Regions from separate parts of the Sus scrofa genome. Here all the other regions are linked to region 3. The links are chromatin contacts, called in public Hi-C and HiChIP or PLAC-seq maps. All regions are on one chromosome and are shown on one strand. Each heading gives the region's core, a stretch centred on a gene start, on an enhancer-like site or on the middle of the called end of the contact. The rest is flanking DNA. Distances are from core to core; before and after follow the strand shown.

Evidence for each region. A called contact is a pair of places that touch in the nucleus more often than the background predicts. HiChIP or PLAC-seq counts read pairs in DNA pulled down with a chosen protein or histone mark.
Region 1: a Hi-C map of retroperitoneal adipose tissue shows a contact between it and region 3, with 1.6 times the contacts expected there. The contact joins the enhancer-like site here to the promoter of SLC29A3 in region 3. A contact is called at or near these places in 9 of 47 Hi-C or Micro-C datasets (alveolar macrophages, embryonic fibroblasts, heart right ventricle and 4 more) and 1 of 2 datasets of contacts at active chromatin or transcription factors (alveolar macrophages).
Region 2: an H3K27ac HiChIP or PLAC-seq map of alveolar macrophages shows a contact between it and region 3. The contact joins the promoter of C14H10orf105 here to the promoter of SLC29A3 in region 3.

What each region holds. Positions count from the first base shown.
Region 1 is chr14:74,501,458-74,505,429 of Sscrofa11.1, forward strand. The region is part of intron 9 of CDH23 (cadherin-23); the gene reads left to right. Among named protein-coding and RNA genes, the nearest start is that of C14H10orf105, 140 kb to the right of the region's middle. Within about 2 kb of position 1,609, at least 14 of the 83 cell types and tissues checked have an H3K27ac peak or open chromatin away from gene starts, as enhancers often do. A contact at or near this core is called in retroperitoneal adipose tissue, skeletal muscle and subcutaneous adipose tissue, where this site is marked.
Region 2 is chr14:74,637,157-74,640,988 of Sscrofa11.1, forward strand. It overlaps C14H10orf105, which reads right to left and starts at 2,024. Exons shown (of 2, transcript XM_021072664.1): 1 at 536-2,024. It overlaps CDH23 (cadherin-23), which reads left to right. Exons shown (of 69, transcript XM_021072657.1): 29 at 3,769-3,829.
Region 3 is chr14:74,220,667-74,224,242 of Sscrofa11.1, forward strand. SLC29A3 (equilibrative nucleoside transporter 3) reads left to right here and starts at 2,322. Exons shown (of 7, transcript XR_002338422.1): 1 at 2,322-2,505.

The DNA.
Region 1 (3,972 bases), core at 359-2,858, 280 kb after region 3:
TCCTCATTACTCCCCATCTCCCCTCTCCCCACCTGCTCTGCCCTGCAGCTGCCACAGGTGCAGGAAGCTGTCAAGGTCCATTCCTGAGAGGGTGGGAGACTCCTCAAAACCCCCATGGTAGCCCTTGGAGCTTGCCTCCCAAGGGGGCTTTTATGGTGGGGAAGGGGGTGGAAGTCGGTGGGTCTGGCAGCTCACCCCCCACACAAAGAGGGGTCAGGAGAGCAAGAAAGGGAGCCTGGTCCTGAGGTCAGGGTAGTAGCTTCTGGTCTATTGGCTCCACCTCTGGCTTGCCAGGCAATGTAGAGGTCCTTGTCCCTCTTTGTAACACAAAGAATTTGGGCTAATTTAATTATTCATAAGTGTTTATCCAGTGCCTCTCATGTATCAGCTTCTGGGGACACAGCCATAAATAAAACAGACAAAGCTGTTGCCCTCACAGATCTTATAGTTTAGTGAGAAAGCAAATAAACAATCAAAAAGATCAATGTATGAGATAATTTTAGAGAGTAACAAGGGCTTACGAGAAGATAAAACAGGGGATGGGGGTGTGATGGAAAACGGAACTACAAAGGTGGTTGAGGGAGGCCTCTTTGTTAGGGTGACATTTGAGAGGGGCCTGAGCAATAGTGGAGGAGAAGCTATGTGGTGCTATGGGGGAAAAGGGTTCCAGGCAGAGGAAAGAGCATGTGCAAAGGCACTGAGGCAGCCATGGGCTGGGTATATTTAAGAAACAGACAATTAGGCGTTCCCGTCATGGCTCAGAGGAAACAAATCTGACTAGCATCCATGAGGACGTGGGTTCGATCCCTGGCCTCATTCAGTGTGTTAAGGATCTGGCATTGCCGTGGGCTTTGGAGTAGGTCATAGACACAGCTCGGATCCTGCGTTGCTGTGGCTGTGGTCTAAGCCAGTGGCTACAGCTCCGATTTGACCCCTAGCCTGGGAACCTCCATATGCCTCGGCAATGGCCCTGAAAAGAAAAAAAAAAGAAAAAAGAAAAAGAAAAGAAACAGACAATTGGAAAAAGAGGTTCCATAAGGCTTGAGTGTGGTGGGAAGTAGAGGATTAGGAGGAGGAAGTGAGATCAGAGAGCTGGATGGGGGCTGATCATTTAGGGGCTTGCAAACCAGGATGAGGAGGTGGGGTTATTCCATTTGCTCTGGGAAAAACTCTGCAATGGAGTAACTTGATCTGCATCAGTCTTTTTTGAAAGATCTGCTGGGTGGAGAATGGGCTGGAGAAGGGGGCAAGAGAAGAACCAGGGGGACAGACCAGCTAGAAGGCCACTGTGTGACCAGATGAAAGATAACCTGCAAGGTTCCCCATGCGAACCATCTCGGCTGCATCCGTTTGTCTGTCCAGCCACTCACAGCTCTTCCGTACCATCCCAGCTGCTTGAGTGGCCTTTCTCTTTCAGGAGGGCCTGGTCATTGTCCTGAGCCCCCCCCGGGGGGGGCCTTGCCTGCTGTTCCCTGCCCTAGCTCATCCTTCCTGCGTCTCCCCACAGCCCTCAAGACAAAGTTCTCTCATAGGTCTGCCTCAGAGCCAGCATGCCCGCACACCCCGCTGCATCCATGCTCCAGCTCCACCTCTCCCTCAGAGCAGATGGGCAGGCTGCAGACACCCCAGAAGTGAAGGGAGGGCCTGCTCACCGCCCCGAGGGTGGGGGACAGCGTGGTAGTGAGCAGGGCCACCCTCGCCAACTTGGCAGCCCCTCGGCCACCGGAACCCAGCCTGGCGGGGCTGGCTCCTTTCTGAGGCTCACACCCAGCTCTCGGTAATTAAAGCCATAAGTCATCTTCCGACGGGGGGAGCTGCAGGCTGGGGCTGCCACAGCTGGCATTGCTGGGGGCTTAGTGCTGGGAGGGAGAGTGGGCACATCTGGGCAGAGGTTGGAGGGGGCCGAAGATCAAAGACAGCCCTCTGTTCTGGCCTAGGTTGAAGGGTGTTTGGGCTCTGCGGCTCTGCTAGGTGCCAGGGGCAGTGCCAGAAGCTTCCTCCACTAACAAAGGGTTCACTTCCTCTTCTCCATTGAGCACTGAGAGTCTCGTGCTTGCAAAATAGTCCCCAAAGATGCCATCTGTTTGCATCAGGATCCTTTGCCCGCCCCCACACACACACTCAGAGCCTGGAGTGGGGGTGCTAAAGGGTGCCCATCCCTTCAGCTGTGCTGGGAGCTTCCCAGAGAAACAGCTGTCCTGCCAAGAGAGTAGGGGTCTTTAGCCCAGGCCAGTCCCTATAGCTGAGAAGGACCCCAGGCCATGCATCCCAAGCTTGGCCCAGTAGGAAATACCCTGAGCTCTGACCTAGGGCCCCTCTCTTTCAATAAAGTGGTCAGAGACTTTGGGGAGATTTTGGTCCCTGACCCGCCTCGTTGACCAAAAAGACAAGGAGATTTCTCTTTTCCTGTTTCTTGCTTGCTCAGCAGAAGTTCCTGCCTGTCTGAGCCAAGGGGACAGAAGTGTCTCAGGACACCCCTCCCTGTCTGGTTGGGCTTGCTCATCAAGCATTCTGAATGCCCACTTGGTGTGGGGCACCGGGCCAGGGCGCACGGGGACATAATGTTTCATTTGGGGCTGCTGCTTGAGCTGGGAGGATGAGAGCATTCTGGAAGCCAGGCTGCCAGGACAAGATGGTCACTCACCCCACCCCACCCCACCCCACTCCCACTCCCCCCCACACACACACCCCAGTCCAAGGCCCTGGCCTTCCTCAGAGAAGCAGGGCCAGGATCACTAGCAAGTGTGTAAAAGATTAAATATCTAGAAAAGTACAGAAACTGACATAGCATAACCTCATGTATTCACCACCCAGATAACATTTGTAGATATTTTACTGTTTTTCCTTCTGATCTTTTTGTTCCTGTTTAAGAAATGGAACTTGGCAGGTATTATTAAAGGCACCTTTTCTTTCATTTTCAGTGACCTCGGAGGCTTAGTCTCTGAGAACTGAGTGGAAAGGGTTAATGCCACTAACCCTAATGTCAGCCTCAGAAGGGGGCCCGGACTTGCATGTGGTCTGTCTTAGGTGACATTAAAGAATCATCAGCTTTGTTTTGTGTGACAATGACATGTTTGGCCACATTTAAGAAAACCTTATCAGAGATGTATACAGTATTGAAAGATGAACTGGAATTTGCTCTAATAACTTCAGGGGAACAGTAGTGTCAATGTGGGGGTGAGTTTCAAAAAAGCAAGATTGGTAAAATGTTGCTAATTTTTGAGTCTGGGTGATGGGCACACAAGGCTTCCTTGTGTTCTTCTCTCTACACTGTTTATCTTTGAAATTTTCCATAGTAAAAAGTTAATTTATTTAAGTTCGATCTCAAAGCTGCCAGGGGACCCACCACTGGTCTGGGATCCACATCCAGCAGTGGTCTAGACGGCACCCAGCCAAACTTGAGGTCAGTCCTTCCAGTACCAGCTCTGCTTCTAACTTGCTGTGTGATGTGGGCCAAGTTCCTCACCATCTCTGACCCTCAGTTCCCCAGAGGAAAACAAGTTTGAACCTGATGGGCTCTAAGCATCTTCCATTTTCCATCTCTGACAGTGGATATATCTACCTTGTGTAATTAGCGACCCACCAGAGGGTAACTTTGAGGACAGCTTCTTTTATGCCTTCAGTGTCCTTAGTGGGTTTCCCACACCACCCCTTGAGAGAGCCTTTGCCAAAAGGGTTCTTTGGCCAAATAAGCTGGAAAGACATCGCATCACAACATCCTTGTCCTGGCAAGTCACCATCCATGTTAGCACATTAAAGGCTCTGACAAGTCCTGCAGTGAAGATGCCTATTCAGCATTTCCCCCAATTTATCTGACCACAGAACTTTTTTAAAAAAAGTTAGCGTTTCCTATACCTCATGCATCAGAGTTCCCAGGGACTCCTTCTGGGAAACCCTGACCTTCCAATTTTCAGAATGGGGACAAGTTTGCCATTTTTCATGATGATTCTGACTCATTCTCAGTAGAACACA
Region 2 (3,832 bases), core at 774-3,273, 420 kb after region 3:
AAAGAGAAGTGAGGCTATAATTAGCATTTGAGTCTTTCCCTTTGAAGCAAGACATCCAAAGTACTTGAAAACCTCAAGCCATCCTCCCTGGGATGCACAGCAAAGCCAGCCGCCAGGGCCCCTTGATCCCCCCTCTGACCAGCCGACAGGAGCCAGCTGGCTCTAGGGAAAGGCCACCGTCAGACCAAGGCTAGGAATGATCTTGACAGCAGCCGAAGTTCTCCCTGTCCGCTGGAGCCCAAGCCCTTCGGCAGGCCCTGCTCTAAACATATCTCTGCAGGCTCAGTCTAGAACCTTCTTTCTTCATTCACCGCTCCATAGAGCAGGGCCTGTTGTGAGCAGAGGGGACTGACCTCAGCCCTTCTTTCTGTGTGGCCTCAACCTAAGCCCTGGTTCCCCGCCCCCCGCCACCCCAGGCCTTGTTTCCACGCTCCACAAAGGCAGAGGGATCCCCCAAGCCTGAGCACACCTCATATCCTCCCCAGCATACCCCAGCAAGGGTGTGGTCCCCTTCCTACAGTCCCCCAGCACTGACCTCCGAGCCAGCCCTCAGCAGTCCCCAGCTGGGTGGAGAGGTCTTCTTGGCTGTCCACGGGAGGCCCCAGAAGCACCGGGTGTCCCTGGAACCCCAGCCTGCCCTGGGCTCTGCCTTGCCCTGTGCCCTCCGTCAGCCAGGCAGAGTGGCCTTTGCCCTCGCTCTCCAGCCAGACCCAGCTTTGTCTGGAAGGGTTTGGGCCCTGCCTTGGGAGAGGAGGCAGCCAGGAGGGTAGGGATGGCAACTGGGCTGGGAAGAGAGAGAGGCGAGCCTTGCAGAGGAGTGGGGAGCTCCTGAGCCTTCCCACGGGGCCTCACTCCAGCCTGTTTCCTTGGCGCCTTCTGCTGGGCTGGGGCACTGTGGGGGGACGCAGGGGGAGGGTTTCGCTGCCTCTATACCCAGGCCTCTCACCTTCCCCTGCTGGACCTTTGAATGGTATGGTCGAGGGGCAACCGGCGGGGTTGCTATTCAGTGCCTGCCAGCCTCCAGGTTACCGGGGAGAGGGGCTACAAGCCACGCAGCGGGAGGGGAACAGGCAGAGAGATGGGCCCTGGCAGCCCCCAGACCCCCCCTCCCCTCCCCTCCAGGCCTCTCCCTCAGCTTCCCAGAAAAGCACCTTCCCTTTGAGAGTGTCTGGCTGCAGAGCTGAGGGAGAGAGGCGTTTTCAAAGGCCAGAGAGATCACAGGGCAGAAAGCACAGGACTGAGAGACTCCTTGGACTGTGCTCCTTGTAGTTTGGGTGGGCCCTTGGAGACCCTCCAGACAGTGGCTCTCTGCACACACAGACACACACACACCCCTCCCCCAGCCTCCTTTCTTCCCAGAAGCCAAGGCTTCCCTGGCAACCAGCTGTCTGCTTAAGAGCCTAAGTCTTAAGCAGCTTTCTCATCAAGGACCCCAAGCTCCCAGAAATAGAACACAGGTGGAAAAGGGTCGTGGCTCTGCCCAAGACCTGAGCCTGGGGTCCACCCGCTTTTGTGGAGCCCTAGTTTTTGGTATTTAGCTCCTCCCTCCTGCCCTCAGCCCTTGACAGCAAAAGAAGCATCCTTTGCATGGCCCCAAAGGGACAGGAGCCTTCCTAGGATTGTCAGGACTGAGGGGTCATCTCATCCAGCCCCTGGTCTCGCAGAGAGTGAAACGAGGTCCAGAGAGGTGTGACCTGGCCAGGGTCACCCAGCAAGTTAGTGATGGGGGATTTAGTGCTTCCCCCAAAAAGGGTGGGCTGGCATGGGCAGCAGGCATCGGGTGCTGAACAGCACCAGCCTAAAGGGGTTCCCAGTGCCCAGAGCTCCCTCTGGGATTCCTGCCTCTTACTTCCCACCCTTCAGTGAACCTTTCTTTCCTTCACTTTCTCTTCCCAAGCTGACTGCACACCTCATAGGTGGGCTCCATTTTTCTGAGATGGCAGGAAGCAAAACCCCCATTGTGGCTTAGTGGCAATGAACCAGATTAGTATCCATGAGGATGCAGGTTCGATCCCGGGCCTCGCTCAGTGGGTTAAGGACCCTGTGTTGCCGTGAGCTGTGGTGTAGGTCACAGACAGAGCTCAGATTCAGCATTGCTGTGGCTGTGGCATAGGCTGGCAGCTGCAGCTCTGATTCAGCCTCTAGCCTGGGAACTTCCATGTGCTGTAGGTGCGGCCCTAAAAAGCAAAAAAAAAAAAAAAAAAAAACCCTCCCAGGGTAGTGCTGGCTGCAGGCTGCCAGGGGAGGGAGACATATCCAGGAAGTCCATCATTGATGGAGATACTCAAGGGGCATCCACTGGACAGCTTGGCCCTCTCCCCTGTCCTGATGCCTTCCAGACCCGGACTGTTGAACCTACCCCACTCCACCCCTCCACTTTCTAGCTCTTAAGACTTCTTATGGGAGGGAAGAAGAGCTCCACAGCAAGGGCTCCAATAGACATCAAGGCCCCAACTCCAATAGACATCAAGAGGGCCTCCCAGGAAAAGGTGGCATATCTCATAATATCCAACCTCCAACATCTATCTCTGCACCAGGCACCAGACAAGATGCTTTGCAGAGACTATTTTCAACCTTCCCATAAACACTGCAGTGTTGGGGATCACAGTACCTAAGGGCTCAGGGGGCTTACGTATCCACGGCCGCAAAGCCAGTGACAAAGCCAGGACTCATGCCTGATCCAGATCTCCCGTTCCTCTACACCAACATACTTCCCCTCCTTCCCACCATCAACACACTTTTCAAAATCCTTAGATACACTTATACCATGGAGTTGAAGTGATTGGCGGAGACAAGAAGGCAAATCCATCCTGCTGTGGCACAGGCCGACAGCTGCAGCTCCGATTAGACCCCTGGCCTGGGAACTTTCATATGCTGTGGGTGCAGCCCTAAAAAGAAGGGGAAAAAGGGCAAATCCAGAATACGTGGGAGGGTCCCGGGCGTAATGAAGTAAGTCACAGGTGCCATGGCCTCGTGAGAGCCTTTCCAGTGATGCAGGCCTGGGCCTCTTTCCGCATCGGCTTGCAGCATGATCTCCACTCCTTTCCAGTATCTGGTGAGTAAAGGAGTATTCAGGGCTCAGCTTGAAAGGACACATCACAGGGCCGGCTGTGGCTCTGCTCAGACTCTGTAAAAAGGGCTAAGCACCTGGCAGTGTCAGAGCAAGAACAACACACCCCCAAGTCCCACCAAAGGCTGAAGCTGGAACGGCACTGGAGTGGTTGTGTGTGAATGGACATGGACCATCCTTGGGTTCTGGGGTTTCTGGATTTCCACAAACAGGCTGTTAACAGTGTTCAGTGCCTGGCTGGGAGCCACTGTGGCCAGAATAGCTTCAGACCAAGGAAGTGTGGACAAGAAACAGCCATGCCATCCAGCCACCCGGGGCGAGGCTCCTGGAATGTCCTGACACTGAAAGAAGGAACTGTGGAGGAATGGGCTGAGCTGGTCAGGCCTGGACCCAGAGAGCTGCAGTGCCATCCCCCACCTTCTCCCCCATGCTCCCCAAGAACCTGGAGGAGGGTCAGGGAGCAGAGTGGGCAAGTGCTCCAGCACAGACAGGTCAGCACGGGGCCGTCCACAGTCACATGTCCTCATGGGGGATGAGAAAGACAGGCGTGTCCCTCTCCCACACCCCCAGCCTTGTGGGAAGCCTCGTTGAGCAAAACAAGCTGAGAGTGGCGCGAGGGAAGAGGAGGGGCTCCACAGATACGTTCTCTGCCAGTGGGTGGAATTTGAGGAGTAACTGCATGTCTCGTTCTCCCTCAGCTAAAAGCCACAGACGCAGATGAGGGCGAGTTTGGACGTGTGTGGTACCGCATCCTTCATGGTG
Region 3 (3,576 bases), core at 1,072-3,571:
TCATTAACCAGGGAGCCACGACGGGAACTCCCCTCCTGTGCTTTTCAATGGACCACCTGCATCCTAAAGATTCAGATCCAAGGTCACCTCTTCTGAGAAGCCCTGTCCCTCCATCCCACTCCCCACCCTACCTACCTCCAGGCTCTTTGGAGGGGCTGCATGATGGAACAGAAAACAGGTGACAACTTTAGAGTCAGACACACCTGGGAGCAAACACAGGCTCCACCATCTGTGAGCTTCGGCCAGCTACTTAATTTAACAAATCTTGGACTTGTGCCCTTTAAAACAGGTCTAACAGGATGCGAGGTGGCAGTGGGGGTGGGCAAGCACCCAGACCCTGTGGACTCCCTTGCCTGCCTACCTGATGCCCCACTGCATCCTGCACATGGGCTGGAGGGCTTCCCAAGTCTTCTGTCCTGGGTGGCCTGTCCTGCCCCCCTCAGGGAAGGCGCAAATTCCTCTGAAGCAAGACCCCAGCCCTTTGCGCCTTTGGGTCTCTGCGCTGCTTTTACTCTCAGCATTTCTGACACCAAATGTTGTGGTGTTTTGTTGTTGTTTTAGTACAAACAACAAATTCTCCAACTCTCTGGCCACCAGCTGAGTGTCTCGCAATTCAATTGAATTCTGATTACTAACTACCTCTAACTAGCCACAGACTCCTCAGGTTGAGGGCTGTCCCACAAGACTCCAGTTGCAAGTACGGGGTACCCACGGTGCCCAAACTTCTGTCCAACAAAATGAGGGGTTCCCACACACCCCCTTCAGTTTCAATAATTTGCTATGAGGGCTTACAGAGCTCAGGAAAACACTTAACTTACTATCATTGGTTTATTATAAAGGATACAAATGCACTGGGTACAGAGTGTGGAGCAACCATGCGGTTGGGGTGGGCAGGTGGAGGGTTCACCTACCCAGAAGCTCTCTGAACCCCATCATTTAGTGGTTTTTATGGAGGTTAATTATGTAGGCAGCATTAATTAACTCATTGGTCGTGGGTGATTATCTCCAGCCCTTCTCCCCTCCCCAGAGGTGGGGTGTGGAGCTGAGAGTTCCAACCCTCCAATCCCAGGGCAGGTTCCTCCTGTGCCACTAGCCCTCACCTGGAAGCCATCTGCTGCCCATGAGCCCACCTCATGAGCATAAACTCAGGTGCGGTTGAAAGGTGCTTGTGAGGAAGAATAAAAGACTCTCCTATCACTCCCATCCCTCAGGAATGGGTTTGAGAAACAGTTGTTTTAGAAACCAGGGAAAAGACCAACTATGTATTCTGATTCTAACACATCACAGGGCCCATTGCAGGGCCTGGCAGGGAGCAGGTCGCTTAATGAAAGAAGTACAGGATTCTGTGAGCCTCATCGTGAAATAGAGCTGCCACTTCACCTGGCCCTGTTAGCATCCAGCACTGAGCCCACCCCTGTGGGGTGGGGCATCTCAGCAGGATTTTTGGTTTTTTTGCTTTTTTTTTAGGGCTGCACCGGTGGCTTGTGGACTTTCTCAGGCTAGGGCTCGAATGGGACCTGCAGCTGCGGCTTACACCACAGCCAGATCTGAGCCGCATCTGTGACCTACACCGAAGCTTGGGGCAACACCAGATCCTTAACCTGCTGGCGAGGCCAGGCATCGATCCACGTCCTCATGGATACTAGTCAGGTTCTTAATCCGCTGAGCCACAACCAGAACTTCCTCAGCAGGAGTTTTAGAACCAGACAGACCTGGTGTTGCATCCCAGCTCCACCTGGGCTTCCCACAGACCCAGTTTTCTCAGGTCTGTAATAGGGGCACAATACAACTGCCCAACCTCAAGGCGTGTGAGGTTAATGAGACAGGGGATGTCAGGAGCACAGCAGAGAGCCTGGGCCTGTAATTCAGACAGGAAGGTCTGGAGGCTGGTAGGAGGGCCTGGTGGGGCAGGGGTGGTCCTGAGGACCGCCTGCTGCCCGCTCATCTACGCCCTAGCCTCAGCCACCCCCTAGCCTCAGCCAGACAGTGAGCCACTAGGAGGCAGTAGCCTGGCAAGGCTGGCACACAGAAGGATCCCTGAGGCGGCGCGGGGCAGGGGTACGGGAACAACAGGGGATCAAGAAGGAGGGTGTAAGATTGCAGGAGCCTGGAAGCGTGTGGAGAGCTCTTCGGTGTTCTGGGGAGCAGGGCTATGGGAGCTGAAAAGGAGGGCTGTCAGGGTCGGGCTCACGGTGGAGAAGCCGCGGCGGCAGCACCGGGAGCCCGGTGACCGCGCAATCGCCCGCCCGCCTGGGCAGTGCACCTGGTGGCCCGGCGCCTCACTCTCTCTACCCGTGAGATGGGCGCGTGCCTGCAGCCCGGCGCCGGCGCCGCAGCGCATGGAGCAGCTAAACCAAAGAGCCTGGCAAACCCGGAAGTGCCTGCGGGCGGAGGCGGGCAGGGGCGGGGCCGGGGGCGGAGCCCGGCCTGCGGCGCCGCGGAGCCGGGAGTCACAGTGGCCGCGGCGGCCCGGGAGGCAGTATCGGTGGCGGCACGGCGGCGACAGTAAGTGCGGGCCGGCTCTTGGGCGCGGGCCTGGCCGGCGCCCAGCTCTTCAGGCTCCCAGTCGCTCCCCGGGCTCGCGCTTTCGGCGGCTTCCCGCCACGGCCCTCCTGCCAGGGCTCCACCGGAGCCTCAGGACCCCGGCTTCTTCTCGCTGCGACCCCCTCCACAGCGTCCCTCCTCCTCCTCTCTGCTCTTTTCTTTCCCCACTCGCCTCTTCCTTCCCCTCTCTCTAGGTTTCCACCTTCTTTCTTCCCGGATTCTCGCCTCTCCTCCTTGTGGATTTCCTGAAACTGGATGTGGGGGACCTGGGTGGGACAAATCAGCCCAAAGCATTCATAAGGTCCCATTTGTCCAAAGTGGGGAGCCGGAGGCAGAGGATGTCGGCAGCCTCAAGGAGGATTCAGCCCTGGCCCTGCGTGTTGCTCTGTGTTTCCAAGCCATGTTTTCCTATAGGTTGTTTCACCTACCCACCTGCCCCCATTTCACAGGTGAGGAAATTGAGGCACAGAGACAGATTGACTTAGCCAGAATCAAACTTCCTGGGAATCAGTGCCCAAGCCCAAAGGATGGCCTGCGGTGGCGCCAGGCCCCTTGAGTTTCTGCTGCTTTGTGCACCTGCTGCCCTTTGCCTCTGGTCACCCAGGAAGGGAGCAGCGCTGAGCCAAGCCAGCTCTTGCAGGTGCCTGAGGAACACACTGAAGGCCACAGCCTGTGTCCTGGGGACACAGTGACTGTCCCTTTTCTTTTCTTTTCTTTTTTCTTTGTAATCCAAAAGCCAGCAGCTAGCTTTCATAAAGAGTAATAAGACTTTGCTCACTCCAGTGCCCTGGCCTGTGACCTGGGTAGAGAAAATTCCTGGCTCCTTGAGAAGCTTGGTCAAGGCTGAATGGTCCTGGACAAATAGACACCTGGAGCTGAGAATGAACTCCAGCTGAGTGTGGCCTGAGTGACTGAGCCGTTGGCCCCTGCCCCCAACCCCTGGAGCTGGAGAATCTGGAAAGAACCACTTGCCCTTTGTCTGGCATCCTTCACGGGTCATAATTTTTACATTTTTTTAAACACTAATTTAGA